Regions from separate parts of the Mus musculus genome. Here region 1 is linked to region 2. Evidence: chromatin contacts called from public Hi-C data. All regions are on one chromosome and are shown on one strand. The core of a region is the stretch at or near the end of the contact, and the rest is flanking DNA. Distances in the headings are between cores, read along the strand shown.

What was found. Hi-C and Micro-C count contacts between places; a contact is called where the count stands out from the background.
Region 1: a contact with region 2 is called in a Hi-C map of bone marrow-derived macrophages, with 6 times the contacts expected there. The contact joins the enhancer-like site here to the promoter of Ttc36 in region 2. A contact is called at or near these places in 2 of 39 promoter capture datasets (neutrophils and pre-B cells), 1 of 15 datasets of contacts at CTCF or cohesin (large pre-B cells) and 2 of 484 Hi-C or Micro-C datasets (CD4 T cells and bone marrow-derived macrophages).

What each region holds. Positions count from the first base shown.
Region 1 is chr9:45,385,658-45,392,990 of GRCm38.p6, reverse strand. It overlaps Fxyd6 (FXYD domain-containing ion transport regulator 6), which reads right to left. Exons shown (of 8, transcript NM_022004.6): 2 at 2,944-3,003; 3 at 2,319-2,357; 4 at 2,140-2,214; 5 at 1,394-1,430; 6 at 727-776; 7 at 266-315. The coding sequence starts at 2,998. The coding sequence ends at 287. Among named protein-coding and RNA genes, the nearest start is that of Fxyd2, 17 kb to the left of the region's middle. Within about 2 kb of position 4,185, at least 23 of the 459 cell types and tissues checked have an H3K27ac peak or open chromatin away from gene starts, as enhancers often do. A contact at or near this core is called in bone marrow-derived macrophages, where this site is marked.
Region 2 is chr9:44,796,805-44,804,279 of GRCm38.p6, reverse strand. Ttc36 (tetratricopeptide repeat domain 36) reads left to right here and starts at 1,329. Exons shown (of 3, transcript NM_138951.1): 1 at 1,329-1,569; 2 at 2,498-2,686; 3 at 4,547-4,880. The coding sequence starts at 1,461. The coding sequence ends at 4,809. It overlaps Kmt2a (lysine (K)-specific methyltransferase 2A), which reads left to right. Exons shown (of 36, transcript NM_001357549.2): 36 at 1-925. It overlaps Tmem25 (transmembrane protein 25), which reads left to right and starts at 5,033. Exons shown (of 8, transcript NM_001357385.1): 1 at 5,033-5,616; 2 at 5,848-6,159. The coding sequence starts at 5,547.

The sequences.
Region 1 (7,333 bases), core at 2,936-5,435, 590 kb before region 2:
GGGACAGTACTGTATGAGCCTGACCCAAGGCTGGTTGGCAGCTCTGATTTCCTATGCTGTTGTGTTTGGATAAAGGACACCTCCGTGTCTCTGTGACTGAGCAGTGCACTGTTCCGTTCCTCCCCCGCCTCTGAAAGACACAGAGGAGCCCACTGGTAAGAAAAACTGAGTGCCATGAAGAAGTCAGCATGATGCCCCTGCCCAGGCTCACTGAAGGCCGTGGTGAGACGGCAGGAAGCCAAGCACAGAGAGAGAGAGCACCTACCTTCACGCTGGAGGCTGCACCTCAGTTCTCTGCCTTCTGGGGCTCCGCAGCTGGAAGAGAAGGCAGATGGATGGCGTGTGAGGCCCCTTACCATGTTCCATGATGAACCCTCACTTATGGCTGATACCAGGATTGAGGATCACTAAGATGTGGTGTCGGTCCTCGACGGTCACTGGTTACAAGAACTTAGGTGATGATGGCCCTCGTGGGGCTTAGCACACGTGGAAAGATGGAGCCTGCCTGGCGGCAAGCAGGTGCTTTGCATACAATGATGCATCTGTGGTTCAGATGAAGCGCTAACATCACGTAGGTACTGGGGGTACTGGGAACCCTTTCCTGGCACCTCAGAGGCATGTCTGCTGAAGCCCAAAGCAGCTCATGGCGCCTAGAGTCCCTCCCCACCCCCAAGACTATAGGAAGACACCCCCCCCCCCCGCCCCACAGCCTTTCACAGCGGTTACCGTTTGTAGTGATGAGGTTCTCCACCTGGGCCTCTTCGTCACCTGGAGCCCTGTGACAAGCAGAGACACACTGTCACCAATGTCCAGGGCAAACCACAGAGTATCCCCCATTCTCTGTGGATAGCCCAGGAACCTATTCCTTCCAACCCCACTGAAGCATTCAAACACTCTACCATGGGATGTGTAGGGTGACTGGAGAACTTATGGGCCCTTCAGTGTCTGCCCCGAGGTGGGGTTTGGGTGTGCCTGCCACCCAACTTTGGCTTCTGAGGTCCATGGCCACCATGGCTGTTTTAATGAATGGGGTATAACTTATACGGTGTAGAAAGGAGGCCAAGTGTCTACACAATGCCCAGAGCCTCAGGAAAAGATAAGAAGCAGGCCCAATGTCTCTGCCCTGCACCACAGAGCGGCCATCGGCTGCTACCTCTCTCCTAGCCAGCCTCCCTGTCTCCAGGGCCTCTAAACAAGGTTCCAGAACACTCCTACCCAGGAATTTACATCTGAGGCTGCCCCTCCATATTATGACCTCTGCTTTGTTTTAAAGCCACTTGGAAACCCCCCAGATTCATACCCCAGCTCCCCACATTCTCTTTCTGAGACAAAAGAACACCCACGGGGTTCACTCCACAGACCTCTCCCTGTCCGATAGCCTCAGCACCCTTACCTGGGCTTCTGATTGAAACTGCACTTGCACCTGCGACCTGAAACACAAAGAAACCATCCAAGGTCACGACTCCAGCCTCAGCTCAAGGCCAGGCTCCAGGCCTGAACACAAAAGACCTACCGCCGCCCCCTGCCCCCCCCCACAGTTGGGTCTGGATATTTGATCCTCACTGGGTGCTGTTTGTGGGAGGGGGAATCTTTGGGAGGTGGGGCCGAGCTAACCAAAGTGATTTGTTGGGGCAGGTCTTGGAGGTGGTAGCCACTTTTGGTTATATCCTGAGCTTTCTGCTTCCTGGTCTGTCTCAATGTAAACAAGCCACATGTGTCTGCTATCACAGACCAAGCTAGTTCACTGCCTTCCCACTATGATGAACTTTGCCCTTTCATACCACAAACAAAAAAAAAACAAACAAAAAAAAAAAACACAACGCCACAGCTCGTGTAGGGGAAATGCACAGGGACACATCTCTAGGAGCACGGCGAGAACAGCATCTGACTCCTGGGATGGCCAGCCCCCTGCCCTATGGATGCAGTCTGTGGTTCTTGGCTATGTCTGTTCTCACTTACATTCTCTGGCCATGCCTTCCTTGTTTTCCTGAGCACGTACTACATGGCCAGCCCTGTATTGATCCTGGAGATACTGTGGAGAGGCAAGACTGTGCCTTCTCCTGTCCCACAGACAAAATGGCTAGGCTTGTATACTGTCCCCATCTGTCTAGCAGCCGTAGAGAGAAAGGACACACTTACTGAGGATGAGAAGTATCCCAACGGAGAAGAGGACCACAGCAAACACCAACCCCCCAATCCTCAGGGTCTGGTAGTCTGCAAAGGGAGGAGAAGTGAGAGGTGGGAGAGAGGCGGGGCCAGGAGGTCACGCCGGCCCCTCCTGGATGGGACCACCCCCCAGGGCTGCTGAGCTCACTCACCGTAATAGAAAGGATCCTTTTCTTTCTCCTTCTCAGCTGCTGGGAAAGATGTGACATGGTCAAGAGGAAGACAGCCATACTTCCTGTGACTTCTCACCTGCCCCATAACCTCTAGTCCCCACCAAAGAGTCCTTGTGAAGGGGGTTCACTGGGCAGAGATACTGGAGATCATGGAAGATGGGCTAGCTGGGCTTGGGGGTCCTCGCCTGAATTAGAGTCTTTGGGGTCCCGGGCTCACATTATGTCTTTCATTTCCTCCAAAAGACCAGGTCTATTATCATCTAGTGACAAAGGGGGAAACTGAGACCAAGGGGTGGGGGAGGCTCGTGACCTGCATATAAAGTCAGGATGGATTAATTACAGTCTAGGCTACAATTCCACAGGAGCCCAAGGTACCTGGAGAGATTAACAGAAGGATTGCTGAACCCTTGTGGGAAACAGTGGGAGAAGGGCGTGCAGGGGGGCCCTGAACTAGGATCTGTTTTCCTCTGCTGACAGTAAGAGCCCGTGACCAGATGTAAAGTGGCCTAAGATCTCAACCCTAATGTCTGAATGGGCCAGAATCTTCTGCTGGAAAGGGCTATGTCTGCCAGTTTGGCACAGCAAGGCCCTAAAGGATTCTTACCACTCGCCAGGACCACAGGGGCCAGCAAGCTGCAGAGGACCAGCACCGTCTCCATGGTGTCTGGGGGTAAAGAAGCAAGACATTACTCCAGGGACAGAAGACCTTCCTCGGTAAGCCGTCACCCTGACAGGGCCTCGTCCTAGCCTGAGCTGTATGGGGAGCTTGTGTGACCTGAGGCCACTTCAAATCTCCGGGACCAATGCCACCTTATCAGGCTCTCATCAGACTCTCAGAGAGCTCTGTGTGGCCAATACTATTAACCCAGATGAGTCAGGACACTTAACAGGCACTGTGCTAGGTCCACACTGCAGGCCTGGAACCAGAAACTTGCTGATAATTATCGCCCTTCATAGGGGGAGCGGTAGGGCCCAGGTCAGATGACGGCTCAGGGACTCATTAGCGTGGGGCTTCTGGGCTGAAGCCTTGCCTTCCCAAGGGCTTTGGAGATGTCTCACCAGTGTCCTCCTTCCGGGCCAACTTCTGCCTCATTAAGATGTGGGGCCCTGGGCCCAGCTCCCACAGTCAACAGCCCGCCAGAAAGTGTTTTTAAGATATGTTTATATTGTATGTGTGAGTGTGTGTCTATGTGTGCATGTGTGCAGGTGTCCTTGGAGGCTAGGAAGACCAGCTCACGGCATCTCCAGGAGCTGGAGTTACAGGTGGTTAAGAGCTGTCTGATATGGGTGCTGGGAACCAAATTTGAGTCCTCTGGAAGAGCAGTAAGCATTCTAAGCACTGAGCCATCTCTCCAGACCCTAGGAAGTGTTTTTCTATCAGGTGATGGGTGGAAGACTCTTTCTGTTCCCCAAACGCTATCACAAACCCTGATGCCCATATGTGATCTTAGGTGTCCTTCCTGTTGTTTCCTGTTTTCTCAGCTTTCCCTAGAGGCCCCATCTCCTAAAGGTGATAATTGTGTTAAGGTAGTCTGGATAGGGGTTTCTAAGCATCAACCCCAGTCTCTCCTCCCACGGAAGTCACTGACCCCTCTACGTGGATCTCATCAATTTCTGGTGATGAAGTGGGGGACTCTGATGGGACACACCAGGGACATGTATCAGTGGGGTTACACTTGTCACTCTCAGACTCAGAAGACTAATACAGAGTGAGAAGTGAGAAGAATGCAAATCAGGAGCGCCCAAAGCTGCTTAATCTTTTCCATGCAGGGTAAGACGGGCCACAGCTTGAACCTGTCTAGAATGGCCGGTCCCACGCTCAGTCTAACAAGTGACCCTGCTGCCATCTACCAATCAGACACCAGGGGGCAGCAGAGCTTCATCCATGACCATTTCCAGCCAGAGTCCTGTAGGTGTCAAATCATCGCCTGCTGTGTGAACATGCACCTTGCTCTTCTTAAAAACTATGCTTGACCCAGATATCCAATAACATTGCTCAGAGTGATTCTGTGCATATGTAAGTGTTTGGGTGTCTGAGCGGGCGCATGCTCTTGCATGTGGAGCCACAAGGTCCACGTCAGATGTCTTCCTCACACACTCCGTACTTTATCTTTTGAGACAGAGCCTGGAGCTGACAGATTCTGATTCAAGGAGGCCGGCGGGCTAGCTGGCTGGCTAGCTGGCAAATTCCAGCCATCCTTCAAACTCTCCATCTTCTCAATGCTGAGACCGCTGTTAGGTGCCACTCCACATAAGTTCTGGGGATCAAACTCAGGCCCTCACACTTGAGGTAAATGCCTTACTGACTGAGCCTTCTCCCCAACCCCTAATATAGCTTTAAAGAATTATAATATGTACAGGCCCCTGGACTTGCCTTAATCAACTTTGTACTGAAGATTTATCTATGCACAGCTCTGCAGTTAATTCATGTTTAACACCTGGCATTTCATTGTGAAGGCAAACTATTGTGTACTGATCCATTCTCTTGTTGATGGACATCTGGTGTCTTTAACGTGGCATTGCTAACTTTACGTGATAGGGTTATAAACACTCACACCCAGTCTCAAGAGGAACCTGTTTATATTGCAGATGCGGGGAAGGGGGGGACCACTCATTCCTGGACACCAGAAAACATAACGACCAAACGACACTTATGGTGCACGAAGTACTCTCCTGCTTAGTTTCCTTTTAAAGGGAATACGGCTTGGCCCCTTGGCCGGTCTCACCCTGCAGCCTGGAAATGGCGGCCACGAGTGAGCATGGCTCTGAGACCACGGCTTGGGTGACAAACCGTCAGTGCTGCACAGTTAATCACTCTTCACCCGGTCATTCCCCTCCTATCATCCGGCCAGCGCGATGTGATTGATCTGCCACTCCCCATCCAGATCAGTTTGGCATTAATAGATGTCCCAATTTTTGTCAATTTCGAGGCATAAAATGTAGCATTAATCTGGTCACTTAGTAATTGGGTGTTTGACATTTCTGTTTCTTCACAGGTGATAGGATGTTCTTATCTTTTTCCTGTTTCAAATCATTTTTTTCCAATCTTGACATTAAACCTCAGTTATTGAGTATTCCAATATAATATTCCAATATAATATCTCCTCTTAGCCTGTGATTTGTCTTTTTACTTAAGAACTTTTTTTTCACATTTCATTTACTCACTCTGTGTGTGTGTGTGTGTGTGTGTGTGTGTGCGCGCGCGCGCGCGCGCGCGCATGCGCCCCAGCAGGTGTGTAGAGGTCAGATGACATCTTGGGGGGGGGGTGGGAGTTCTCGCCTATCACAGGCATCATGGGAGCAAACCCCAGGGTCAGGCCTGGTGGTAGACCCTGGAGCTCCTGAGCTGTCTTGCTGGCTCTGTCTTTACTTTTAAAAATTGTCTTACAGGGCACAGAACTTCTCAGTTCTAATATGATGATCCTATGTGTCTTTTTAAAGACATTTCTTCACACAGGTAGGCCACATTAAAGGTTTGTTTGTGCTTTGTGTTTTGTTTGTGGTATTAGGTGTCTGGATCTAAGAGACCCTAAGTCAGCAACTGGAGGAGTGCCCAGAACCACAGACATGCACCATTGAGCCCAGCTACACTCAAAACTTGTATTCCACTTGGAACTGAGGTGTGAGGTAGGGGTCTGAATCTTATTTTTCTCCCATTCTGATAACCAGATGTCCCAGAACCACTTGGAACTGCCAGCCACTTCTCGTGGTGTTCCACGTCGCCACCACAAGTCTGGTTTCTGCTTGGCTGTGTGGTTATCTCCCAGCTTCCTCTTTGGGTGTATCGGCTAATTTGTCTCTATGATACTCTCCTTAACTTTCTTTTTTTTTTTTTCAAGATTTATTTATGATTATATCTAAGTACACTGTAGCTGTCTTCAGACACACCAGAAGAGGGCGTCAGATCTCATTACAGATGGTTGTGAGCCACCATGTGGTTGCTGAAATTTGAACTCAGGACCTTTGGAAAAGCAGTCAGTGCTCTTAACCACTGAGCCATCTCTCTAGCCCCTCTCCTTAACTTTCTATGGATTCAATTGCTTTTTGCCAACTGTGGTCTGAACTTATTCAATGAGAAGTCTCAGAAATAAATAATTCATACAGTTTATAACACACAGATCATGGTAAAATCTCTCACTGTCCCAATCCATCCTGCTGCAGAACATGAGTCACCCTTCTGGTCCAACACATCCACACTGTATATACTACCCCTACCTGCCCACCAGTCACTTAGAAGCATCTCTGTTTTGGCACAACTGTTGTGTATCACTGTCCGTGTGTTTAAGTAACCCTCTAACATAACAGACACAGAGTCAAAAAAAAAAAAAAATCCTGTAAGGTGTTTTTTTCAGACAAGAAAATAAAACAAGATACACTGGGGAAAAGCCATATTTAAGAATTGTTCACTCAGGAGGCAGAGGCAGGCGGATTTCTGAGTTCGAGGCCAACCTGGTCTACAAAGTGAGTTCCAGGACAGCCAGGGCTACACTGAGAAACCCTGTCTCGAAAAATAAACAAACAAACAAACAAAAAAGAATTGTTCTTGCCAGGCAGTGGTGGCACACACCTTTAATCCCAGCACTTGGGAGGTAGAGACAGGCAGATTTCTGAGTTCAAGTCCAGCCTGCTATACAAAGTTAGTTCCAGGACAGCCAAGGCAACACAGAGAAACCCTGTCTTGAAAAACAAAAACAAACAAACAAGCTAACAAAAAATTGTTCTTATGGTTTTTTGTAATTGCTCTACATATTGCCGTTAAGCTCTTACTATGCCTAGCTTACATATTAAAATTTATCATAAGTAGATGTTATAGAGAAAACAGTATGCTTAGTGTTGAATCCTAGTTGGTTTCAGGTGTCAGTCATCTACGTGGTCTTAGGGTATATTCCCTCTGGACTATGGTAACGCATTAAATCCTGTATTTCTGTTACTATAGCTTTTTAATAATCCTGTTGGGTTGTAAGAGAGCCTTCCATCTCCTTCTCTGAATCCTT
Region 2 (7,475 bases), core at 80-2,579:
GAAAACTTGCAACCTTTTTGTTTGTTTGTTTTGGTTTTCAAATAAATATAAATATATATATATATAGGAACTAATATAGGAATGCACCATTGTAACAAAGCCTAGTTCAGTCCATGGCTTTTACTTCTCTTAACACTATAGATAAGGATTGTGCTACAGTTGCTAGTGGGGCAGGGAAATGTCAGGCTCCCAGTGACAGTGACGGTGGTGCTGACTCCACATACGGATGACAGACGCCCGCCTGTCCCGAGAGGAGCGTGCAGAGCAGATCTGCTCTCACCTGGCTTCTTCCTGCCTGTGGACGTTGCCAGTCGGTACCTGTACTCCTCGTCTACTTCCGGTTATGAATGTTGGGGTCACCACCTGCATCTAGGGGAAAATTGTGTTCTGTGCTTTCTGGTATCTTGTTCTGGGGTACACTAGTTCTGTCTTTCAACCAAGAAAAAAAAATAGATTTGTGGTGTTTCTTTTCTTGAACTTTAACAGTCTCCTTAGCAAATACAGGTAGTTGAATAATTGTTTCATGAGCTGAACAGTGGCAAGCTTCATTTCTAGAATAAGACATTTCTCTACAGCTGTGTCATGTACAATGGATCTTTTGGGGGTTTTTTGTTTGTTTTGTTTGCTTCCCTTTTTTTCCTTGTGTTCTTCCAAGCTTCTGGTTAGAGACAAAGTGGGGGGGGGGAAGGAAAACGTGTCTGAAGCCCATCAGTGTTAACTCCCTGAGACAGGGATGAAGGAAAATACTTTAATATTCAAAAAATAATAATGCTGAAAGCTCTCTACGAAAGACTGAATGTAAAAGTAAAAAGTGTACATAGTTGTAAAAACAAAAAAAGGAGTTTTTAAACATGTTTATTTTCTATGCACTTTTTTTTATTTAAGTGATAGTTTAATTAATAAACATGTCAAGTTTATTGCTGCACTCTGCTGAGCTTCCTTTGGCCTTGGGGGTGGAGTGGGGGAGGGAGGGGCTTGTCAATGGGTTACCTAATGCCTTCCAGCCTCCCTTCTTTAAGATGGAATCACTCAACCAGTCCCTTGTCTGGAGTGACCTTCAGTGAGCACTGAAGTATATCCAGGACCTCAGAGGTTCTGGGTAGAAGGGCTGTGTTACTGTTTGCCTAACTCGTTTAATAGGAGGTTAAGTAGTGATCTTTAAACAGACTTTAATAAAGTGAAAGCATAATTTCCATCTCTGCTCCACCTTAAAGCTGAAACAGGATTTGTTTATTCTGTGTTGGGGGTGGGGGTGCGGTTGGGAAATACTGAAAAACCACCCTGCCAGGTCAGTAACCCTGGCCACTGAGGCTGGACTAAGGATTGGAAGGCACACCTCTGTACCTGAGGCGGTCCCCAAACAGAACCTCCTCCGTTCACAGCATCTGCCAGCTGGAGGCTCTACCCTGTCCCCACCATCTTCCTTCACCCACTGAGTTACCACTTGGGCCCTAGGAGCCATGGGGACTCCAAATGATCAGGCAGTGTTGCAGGCCATCTTCAACCCTGATACCCCCTTTGGAGATGTTGTTGGATTGGACCTGGAAGAAGCAGAGGAGGGAGATGAAGGTGAGCCTTTGACATTGGTGTCTACCCCTCCATAGGCTGCCTGGCAGGCCCCTGAGATTTCCTACAGGACATGGTGAGGCCGGAACCCTCGTTCTACCCTTGCAGGTTATTTCAGAGACTGGAGTCTGAGAGGTCCTCTGAATTTCAAAGTGTGGGTCAGGTGTTGGCAGGGGTGAATCTCCCAAGAGAAAGCCAGAGTTTCTCTCTGTCATTCAGTCCCATACCTCTAAGCCTACAACTAAAAATCTTCCATGATCCAAGCTTATCTGTGCTGGCTTAAGTCAACCCCTGAAATATTTGACATTTTGAACATCACACCCACCCTCTCCACAGCAAGGATGGAAGGCAAACAGGGCGGGATGGTGGCTTGGTTGGCCCATCCTGACAGCAGGCAGAGCTTCATTTGTTACACATTGTTATAAGCTAGACATGGAGCTAGCTCTTCCAGGGGAACAGCATGGCCCATTGCCTAATAATGATGTCTGGGGGGCTTTGTTTCTGCAGGAGGTAAGCCTTAGCTGCACTGAAGCTTTAGAGTGAGAAACTGAAAAACATCTAGAGTCATTTTCATGACCTGGGATGGGTTTGGTGGCCTTTGTGTCCGAGTATGTAAAGCAAAACGAGAAGAAGCCAAAAAGCTGAAGAACCGGGTTCAGATCTAAGCGCCACACCCTGGGCCTGTGGTCTAGAGCGAGTCACCACTGAACAAGTTGTTGAGCTTCTCTTAGCCAAGGAGAACCACCCAGTGCCTCTTTCTCAGGTCTTTTAGCAATGTTAGAATTCGGTTTTACTGACCTCAGCTACTATCCCTGACTCTGCACCCACACCCACACCTGGTCAGCTCATTTGGGGGTCAGAATGCCAAAGTCCAAGGTGACTTTCCGTTTTCTTCCCTACCATACACATGCCTGTTTCTCCCCTGGTGCAGATGGAGTTTTCCCTCAAGCACAGTTGGAGCACTCCAAGGCCCTGGAGTTGCAGGGAGTGAGGGCGGCAGAAGCTGGAGACCTCCACACAGCACTGGAGAAGTTTGGCCAAGCCATTAGCCTGCTACCTGACAGAGCCTCTGCCTACAACAACCGAGCCCAAGCCCGGCGGCTCCAGGGGGATGTAGCAGGTGAGGGGAAAACACCAGAGATCCTCCACAGAAAGGACCCCTCCCATGAAGGGCAGAGATGAGTTGGTTGTGGGTGGAGAGCAGAGAAACAGAGACACTAAACTCCCTGACATCTATGTTCTTACCTATAAAATTCAAGACAGTATGGGTTCTGCTAGCTTCATGAGACTATATGAGAATCAAGAGGCTGCATTCTGCTCATGGACTTAATAAAAGCCTTCTAGGCAGCAGTAGGCTTGAAGAGCAGGGCATGAGGATAAAATGTTTGTCTAGCAGTTACTGGGAACTAGGCATTATGCACACCACAAGGTTGTAGTAACAATCCTTATGACCCCCCACCCCAGAGGGTATGTATTGTCATTTCATCATAAAGTCGAAGAAAAGGAAGAATACAGAGGTTGAGTAGCTTCCTCGTCATCCTCCAGCCAAGAAGTGGCTGAGCTAGAATAGGAACCCAGGTGGCAGGGCTCTAAAAACCATGAGACTACTCTCCAGGGGGCTCATCATTAGGTAACAGCAGGCAAATCTGAGAGGAAGCGGCATGGGGACCTGTTCCTGAAGGGCAAGTTCTGAAAGATGAGCAATGTGTCAATTCAGACGCCAGGGGCCTAGAGAGAATGCATCCATCCGTCTGGGAAGCTTGCACTCTCCAGGGTGGAGCGGGCCCCAGGGATGGGTGGAAAGCTGAGCCCTGCGGAGGTGGACCGAGATCCAGGAGTGACAAACTACAAGTGTCAGATGAGAAGGTGGTTGTCACTCAGGGATTTGGCCTGGGCAGGGAAGGTATCTGGATCAAACCTGGTGTATTCAGTTTCTGTAGCTGGAATGGGGATCATAGGATAGAGGGAATAGGACTAGGAGTTGGAGACCAGGCCATAGGTAAGACTAGCTGGTGGGGTGTTCCTAGAACCTAAACTGGAGAATTTGGACCTCATCCTAATGACAGGAGGCTTGTCTGCCATAGGTTGTTGTTGACAACCTACAGATGGAAAGCCTGGAGATGCAGAGGTAACTCCACTTGTAGAGGCTTGGATTCCTGCAGACTAGCTGTGAAGAGGGAAACTGAGCTGGTCCCAGAGCTGCTCAGTCTGCAGTCCCAACCTGGACCTCTGAGGGAAACTCAGCCTTTCTCCACGATGGTGCTGAGCAATGCAAGGGCCCTGGCAGCCTCTTTAGGAAACTGGAGACTATGAATAGAGGCAGGGTCCAAAGAAAGCAGCCCGTGGACCTAACAGAAACCCTAAGCTGGCTGCCTGAGGTTCCGGGATGAGTTCTGAAACTCAATCCAAGTACGTTCCTCTGAGAATCACGAAAATAAAACAGTGCAGCCAGCTCTGGCTCCACGACCTTCTTCCAATGAAATAAGATACAGAGTAATGAAGACCGTGGAGATAATGAAGGAGAAAAATGGGGAACGTGCCGCTTTCGTAGTCTGCATTGGAAAAGAGGAAACAGTTCTGTTAGCTAATGAGATTTCTTGAACTCTAGGGTTCAAAGTGGGCCACCAAACACACAGTAGGTGCTAGGCTCCACTTGTGTGAACTACGACTATTTGATAATTGATGGATTCACTAACACAGTGGCCAGATCCTCTAGAAAACATTCACGTTTGGGTGCATTAATGTTAGGACATACCAGGAACAAGGCCAAGGAGAGCCTTGGACTTTGATCTCAGCTCTGCCCGTGGGCGGCCCACAAGCCAATTGTAGCAACCCTTCATCTCGGGTTAGAAATAATCCCTCGTGGTTCAAAAGTCTGCTGCACGAAGGAGGGGATGGGCTGCTCTGCTCGGCAGGTGGGCGGGGGCTCGGTTGCCCACACCCGGCTGACCTGCGCCGCCCTCTCCCTGTCCGCCCGCAGGCGCCCTGGAGGACTTGGAGCGCGCGGTGACATTGAGCGGCGGCCGGGGTCGCGCCGCCCGCCAGAGCTTCGTGCAGAGCGGGCTACTGGCGAGATTTCAGGGCCGGGACGACGACGCCCGCAGGGACTTCGAGAAGGCTGCGCGACTGGGCAGCCCGTTCGCACGGCGCCAGCTAGTGCTGCTCAACCCGTACGCCGCGCTGTGCAACCGCATGCTGGCCGACATGATGGGGCAGCTGCGCGCGCCCAGCAACGGGCGCTGAGCGTGGCCGGCCGAATGATGGAGAGGGGGACCCTGACCCAACCAGGACCCAATAAAACTTCCGGGACTCTCGGACTGCGTCTGCTCTGTGTCCGCCTGCTTACTAACCAGCCTCACGGTGGAGGCCTTGGCGGGGGTAGGGAGGAGGCGGGACAGGGCGGGGCTGGAACGGCCACCTGCCCTTGCTCGGGCAGCGATTGGTCCTGCCTGGCGCGGGCCCCGCCCTTGCAGCGGACTGCGGTGCTCAGCCTTCTTGAGCAATTGCTGGGGCTCACTCTGGGAGGGAGCCAGGTGAGCTGACCCGAAAGCAGGATGCTCCAGCGACCCTCGGATCCGCGACGCTCTCTTGCTAGGCCCAAGTCCACCTGAGCAGCCGAGATTGGAAAAGCGGTGCATGGCGAGATATGGGAGGGAGAGCCAAGGCCAGCGAGGAGTGAACCGGGTCAAGAGAAGGACGATCGTTTGGGGGGGAAGGGGAAGGGCGCCTGTGCATGTCTGTCTGTCTGTCTGTCTGTCTGTGGTCATCTACTGTCAGTGCTGGCCTCTATGCCCGCACAGAGACGAAGTGTTGCCATAGGGTCTCTTCCTTTGGGTCTTGCTGATTGTGTCTATTTGTGCCGGTGTCTTGGCCACTGTGGGCCAGTCTACATCAGTGCATGGTAAATTATTGCAGGAATTGTTAGGCCTACATGGCTGGTACTCTTCTCTCAGCAGCCTGGAGGCCGGTCCCTGATCACCATGGAATTGCCTCTAAGCCAAGCTACCCTCCGGCACACACTGCTGCTCCTTCCTGCCCTCTTAAGTTCAGGTATACCCCAGTTCATCCTTTGGCCAAACCCTCCTTGCTTGCATCTCCTCTCACGATACCCACTCCAGTCTCCAGGGCTGGGTTCCCCTATCCCTACTTCCCTACCATAAGTCTATGCAGATCCTGGTCAGAGAAACCAGCTGCCCTGTCTCTTGGCCTGCTGCCTCTCTGTAACTGAACCTCACTGTGGTCTCTCCAAGTGCCTCCCAGCGGCTGCCTGCTGTGTTCCAGGTCAAGGGGAGCTGGCGCCGCAAATTGATGGTCAGACCTGGGCTGAGAGAGCGCTTAGGGAGAATGAGCACCATGCCTTCACCTGTCGGGTTGCAGGAGGTTCTGCCACTCCCCGATTAGCCTGGTACCTGGATGGACAGCTACAGGAGGCCACCACCTCCCGACTGCTGAGTGTGGGTGGGGACGCCTTCTCTGGAGGAACCAGCACTTTCACTGTTACTGCCCAGCGCTCCCAACATGAGCTTAACTGCTCCCTGCAGGACCCAGGGAGTGGCCGGCCAGCCAATGCCTCTGTCATCCTCAATGTGCAATGTAAGTATCCCTGAGACAGTCTTACTACATTGCCTAGGCTGGACTCAAACTTGCCAATCCCCTGCCTCGGCCTCTAGAGTGCTGAGATTACTCATACGCATGACACATTTAGCTTTAACAGGACATTCATAAACACGATATGAGAGAATTTCTATTTTCATCCCTATTTTACAAATGAGAAATTGAGGCACAAGTTAAGCAGCTGCCCAACATTTTGAGATTTAATTGCCCAACAATTAAGAAGTAGGTCCAGGATGCAAATTTAGACCTTTGTCTGGCTCTCTACTCTTTTTATTTTTATGCTTTGAGACTTTTTCCAGGGGTGACTTTGAGCTTCTGATCTTCTTGCTTCTGCCTCCCCAGTGCAGAGACCATAGGGTATGTGGTATGAGGACCGAACCCAGGACCTTTCTCATGATCGGCAAGCACTCTACCAACTGAGCTATATTCCCAGCCCAGGTTTTAAAATTTTAGACAGTCTTACTATTTATCCAAGAGCAGCCCCAAACTGGAAATCCCCCTGCCTCTGCTTCCACTGAGCCACATCCCCAGTAGTTTTCTATTCTTTTTTCTTATTCTGGTTTTTCAAGACAGGGTTTCTCTATATAAAAGTCCTGACTGCCCTGGAAATTTTGTGAACCTAGAAGCTTTGTAGACCTTGAACTCACAGAGATCCTCCTGCCTGTGCCTCCTGAGCAGCACTGGAATTAAAAATGTGTACCATCGCCGGGTGTGGTGGTGCATGCCTTTAATCCCAGTACTCGGGAGGCAGAGGCAGGCGGATTTCTGAGTTCGAGGCCAGCATGGTCTACAAAGTGAGATTCAGGACAGCCAGGGCTACACAAAGAAACCCTGTCTCGAAAAACCAAAACCAAACCAAACCAAACCAAAACAGTGTACCATCACTGCCTGGCAAAACCTTATATATAGATATAGATATATAGATTAATGTAGGAGTGTTCTGTCTGCATGTACATCTGCATGCCAGAGGAGGGCATCAGATCTCTTTATAGATGGTCATGAGCCACCATGTAGTTACTGGGAATTGAACTCAGAACCAGTCAGTTTAACTCAGGAGCAGTCAGTGTTCTTAACTGCTGAGCCATCTCACCAGCCCATGGCTGTCTACTCTTTTTCTTTTCTTTCTTTCTTTTTTTAAGATTTATTTACTTATTATATGTAAGTACGCTGTAGCTGTCTCCAGATGCAGCAGAAGAGGGCGTCAGATCTCATCACGGGTGGTCATGAGCCACCATGTGGTTGCTGGGAATTGAACTCAGGACCTTCGGGAGAGCAGTCAGTGCTCCTTACCCTCT